Regions from separate parts of the Drosophila melanogaster genome. Here region 2 is linked to region 1. A link is a contact called in public Hi-C data. All regions are on one chromosome and are shown on one strand. The core of a region is the stretch at or near the end of the contact, and the rest is flanking DNA. Distances in the headings are between cores, read along the strand shown.

Region 1 (2,632 bases), core at 58-2,557:
CTAGTAAGCTAAAATCGATGCGAGTAATTTGTGTTTATTCTAACTTAATTTATTTATAGACTTATAGATTAAATCACCATAAGTTGCATCCGAAAGAATCGCATCTCAAAGTAATAAAAACTAACGATATTTTTATCAACTCGACGCCATAAATATGCCCGTTGCGATATTCTTATTGTAAATTCTCGAATTGTCTGCTGATTAAATTTACTTATCATTTTGTCAGTTTCTTAATATAGAATTCATTCATTAAAAATAGGGCTGATCTTTTAAATTATCTAATACGTTTTTGTATCAATACTATAGCTATACATGCTATAAACTATTTGACTTTGTATTGCAATGCTCATCCATACCAATATTAAAATGATTAAAGTTGTAAATTACAAAGCAGGAATGTAGTTCGCTTTTTTCGCACTGTAAAATTCAGTAAATGGGCATAAATCATAATTTACGTACTACCTTTTAGTCTAAAGTGAAGGTGAAGATCCATCCATCCGGTTGATGTTTCCATTTGGATTTTCAAGTTCAGATTGGATAGGATCGGATCGGTTGGCCGGAGACAGTTTGGGCTATTGTGTGCGGGAGTTTGATTAACACAACATCCACTGGCCGAATCTTTATTAGTGACCATGCACTAATTAAGCCCTGTCGTGTGATTTGGTCTCCTCGCATTCGCATTCGTTCGCGTTTGTCACTCGATGCAAATGAATCGCGTCTCTGTGGAGCAGAAGATCATAAAAGCCGCTAAAAGGTGTGGGTGAAAAGAAAAACAAAACCCCGGCCAGCCAGCCAGCGGATTCAGTTCTTTTGTTGATCGAATTGATTAGAGCTGCGGCCGAGATCGATACGTTTGTATATTTCGGATGTGCGTTGCTGGCCAGCGAGGGTGTAATTAATCACAACACTCAAGTTCGTCACTTGACCGAAGTGTTAAGTGCGCTAATAACGCCAATTTGCATAGACCGACTTTTACCCATCAACACGATTACAATTAAAGTGTATTTCAAATAGTGCTGCGTTGTTGCTATATATATAGAAATATTTTGTTTAAATAATCAAATTGGATTGGAAAATTTGGAGTTCATAATTTCAAATCGAAATTCACTTGTCGGACATGCCGCATTTTTGTACCCTGCAATGGTTTGAAACCGAGCTAAAATTTATGTGGGTCAAAATGGATTGAATCCATGTTAGCATTGTCTGGAGCTGCCATCCTGATTTCTACACATGTAAAGAGTTGCCAGTCTGGTTTCTACACTACTGGATTCTATTCTAGTCGATAAGTTGCTTTCTATTCGATTATCTTGTCAATTATCGTCGATATCGAGTAGGCATCGACACAAGTACCAGCTCTAATTCGCACGGAATTTGTTTGTCATTCAAGAAACAATTATAATTCGCCGCATTTTTATTCTAAAAGCGCTTACGAATATGGTAAGTACCTCGCCGAGTGCATTTAGTAGAGCCGCTAACGAAACGAAAACCCCTCGCAATACAGTATCAGCCATCACTGAAAGTCCAGCCCGCCGAGGTGTCCGTGCTGAACGCCACCGGCCGTGTGGGAATGCCCACCGAGGCCAACTGCCTGAACCAACTGGCCCACGTCCACCGGCTGCGCGACTCGGAGCTGAACTACAACGAGCACCAGTACAACCGCAACATGCAGATGCTGCGCAACCACGAGGGCCTCGGCGTGCCCCTCAAGATGGGCATGGAGCGCTTCGCCGCACGTCAGGTGGGCCGCCTGCCCTTCCTTTCGTCCAGGTGAGCATCTAGCCCGGTCTGGGAGCTTCTCAGTCTGGACAGGAATCTCTGCAAGGGCGGAAGCATTCAGAAATCTTCTGTTTCCACATTATAAGAATCCCGGAGAAACCTGAGATATCCTACAATCTAGAAAATCTAAACTTCTTGCCTAATAATGGATACCTATATACGTACATACATACATACGTGTATACCAAGTATACCTGTGATTCCCATAGTACCATTATTACCGAAAACCCAGCAATGACTACTTATCTTCTATATTAATTCTTTCCTTTATATTGCAGCAACTTCATGGACGATGTCCTGACTGGCCGCTGTGATTCCATTGGCTTCGAGGACTTCATGAACTTGCCCGAGAACAGCGAGCATATGCGTCAGCCCCACGCTGTGGTGGAGAAATCTCTGGGAATTTACCAATAAGTCCCTGCAAATGAAGTTGCTAAATGCCTGGCATTCAGCCTTTAAACTCTAAGACACTCTTAAGATCAGCAAATAAAATATATTTTGGTGCGACCAGCTAGAGGTAAACAAAATTCACCATTTCTTTGAGCCAAATTTATTCGTATTTCGTTTGTTTAACTCCACATCAATACATTTAACTAGTTCGTTAAACTTACACATTTTATTCAAACAAATCTAAAAACTACACGAAAATATTGGCAGAAGGTTGTTGTACTGAGGAGATTCGTTAAAATAATAAACTGAAGAGATATGCGTTGACATCATTCATTATTTGTAAAAATAAAACAAGAGATGGTAAAATGGACGAATTCGTTTCGTAAAATTAGGCTTATACTTAAGGAAAACTGAATTGTAAACGGAGGGCGCATTTCAACTTATACAAACATTGCATATATACATG
Region 2 (2,632 bases), core at 56-2,555, 560 kb after region 1:
ATATCCTGGAAAAATTATAAAATTTGGCGATCGAATTTCCACTAGCCGAGTAAAGGGTATCTGATGAGCGGGAAATCGAGTATAACATTTTCTCTTGTTTACATATATCCTTTTACACTTTTACCACTTTTCATCCCCAAGCATCAAATTTTTCAAAGTCCTGGTATGAATACAGAAAAAATCCTATGATATACTCTTTTAATGGGCAAAATGTATTTATAATATCATTAGGTTTTTAATTTAAAACCATTCAACAATGGTTCACTTCTATTTTACCCATTACTCGTAGAGTAAATGGGTATACAATATTGGTTGAAAAGTATGTAACAGGCAGAAGGAAGCGTTTCCGACTATATAATTTATATATATTCTTGATCAAGATCAAAAGCCGAGTTGATCTAGCCATGTCCGTGTTGCCACGCCCACAAGAATCACAAAATTTCCAAGCCCACGTGTAACGTGTAACGTGTAATATAACATAAACCGATTCCACCTTATTCTTGCCAAGAAGGTTGGTTTAAGGGCTAAATCAAAAGCAAAAGGAGAGCTAAAACACGGTGGAAATTTTTTAAAGCGTTGTTGAGTAGAGAACGTGCTAAGTTATATATATTTCATAAACCACCGCGAAAGCGAAGAGGATTTATCTAATGGGAGGAAGGTATATATATCATGTAAATGTTCCTGATTCTCTTTTCTTGATCGGAATCTCCAGACGACTCTATATGCCTATGTCCGACTGCATTCGTTTTCTTGGCATTTCATTTGATGTCATCAGGGACTTATGTATATGCAAAAATTGAATACAATCCTGTTTTAATTTTCACTACAAACATAGTTTTATGACAGTAATCGAATCTCCTTTTAGCTAAACTTAACATTGCTTCTTTTATAATCAATCTGGGTTATACAATTTTTATCTACGATTCGAATCCAGTCTACTTTAGTAAAAAATTATGGCAACTCCCGACTTCTGTATACTGCAGTATGGCAGCTCCCGAACTGTGTAGATGTTGGTATGGCAACTCAAAATCACCTGCAATTGCTACTGAACATTCATATTAAACATAATTACGAAAAGACCAACATTAAAATAGCGTTTGTATTCGGCAATACAAGATTTATTGCTGAGAGGGGAAAAAGCGGTTCTAGCATCAACACGTAATAAAAAGAAAATTAACCAAAATTGATTTTCTTGAAATAATGTTTCCAGCACCGGGATAAGATAACAAATAGTGGAGTCATTCAGCAATCGTTGATTGGCGTGAGGTATCGATGACCATGCGCTATCGATACCTCCGTTGGAATTATCACATCGTAGCTCTACTGTTTGTCAAGTCTCACTTGAAAACATCCATCGAAAGTGCTGTTGTTCTGATTAGAGCGCGGGTGCGAGTTAATCAAGCGAACCGTTGCGTCCTGGTCCTAAATTTGAAAGGTATAAATATTTGGGTGAAACCAATCAGCTGCAATAGATGATGCGGTCCCTTGCGCCATACAAATTGGTATTAGTATTGCCCTAGAGGAGTAATTGTGTGTATGTATGTTGGTGGGAGAGTGGAAAGTGGTTTAAGTGAGGGATGCGACCGAACAATATGCACTTCTCCCTGTGCTACCTGAGATCTAGAGTGTGGAGAGTGATTCTGTTGACTAGTTTGCGTGCTTGCGGCAAGCAGGAGCTGCGGTCCGGTGTGATACATGCCTCGCGAAGTTGCTCCAAGTCGTAGTGGATGGTGCTCCAGGTGCTGGGATGCGCCTAATTGGAGATACACAAACGGTCAGTCAAAAGCTCGTGAAGTGTGGGTAATGCCTATATATATCCGCCACCCGCCTACAAGCGGGTTCCGGAAGTAGGCGACGGCACGCAACCATCAACCAGAAGCATCATTATGCACACATGCAGCTGGACATGGGGAAATCCTCTCAATAAAGCCGCTAGGCGGACATTGATTCATATGTTAATACACGTGTATGAATATGACAATTGGTGAGAGCGGGAACCACCAGTTACGCACAGTGGCCAGATCGCACTAGCGCACTATTCGTCAAGGAGTCAGGATTTGGTTGTCGTCTCAAATAAATAGCTAACTTTGTTAGAGATAAATGGTTAGGTTTAATCAAACTAATCGTTTAATTTCAAGGTAACATAAACTCATATTTTGCTTAAACTAAAAACGGTTTAATATAAATAAGTCTGACAGGACCGTAAAACTGCTCTCCAAATTCGGTCGTCTGGTACCTGGGCGCAAATCAATTAAGGAACTATTAACTCAGCAATGGGAACACTACCAAACACTGTACAATGTAGTAGCAATATTAAATATAATAATATAATAATAAACATGGATGCTTGCTTCTGCAAGCTAAAGTATTTAAAAAGTATTAGAAATGGTCGGTAATCGTAGAGTAAGAATTCACTTAAAAGGATGTTACAGGTAGAAGAACGCTTTTTCCACCTTATAAAGTATTTCTGTATGTATTAACACTTAACACATACGTATATCCAAACTGGTTTATTACGCAGTACTAAGAAATATACGGCTGACGTGTGTATTTTACCCTACATTGTCATCCGTGTGGCAGGTGTAGCCACTTTTTACGCAGCTGACACTATTTCTAAGCTATCGATTTTGTC

The links. A called contact is a pair of places that touch in the nucleus more often than the background predicts.
Region 2: a contact with region 1 is called in a Hi-C map of the Kc167 cell line, with 2.4 times the contacts expected there. A contact is called at or near these places in 5 of 107 Hi-C or Micro-C datasets (the Kc167 cell line, brain and head).

The regions. Positions count from the first base shown.
Region 1 is chr2L:20,786,349-20,788,980 of dm6, forward strand. It overlaps Pomp (pomp), which reads left to right and starts at 1,308. Exons shown (of 3, transcript NM_136213.4): 1 at 1,308-1,437; 2 at 1,502-1,767; 3 at 2,055-2,632. The coding sequence starts at 1,435. The coding sequence ends at 2,190. It overlaps vari (varicose), which reads right to left. Exons shown (of 10, transcript NM_206011.3): 10 at 2,314-2,632.
Region 2 is chr2L:21,343,302-21,345,933 of dm6, forward strand. Tsp39D (Tetraspanin 39D) reads left to right here and starts at 1,306. Exons shown (of 4, transcript NM_078888.4): 1 at 1,306-1,435.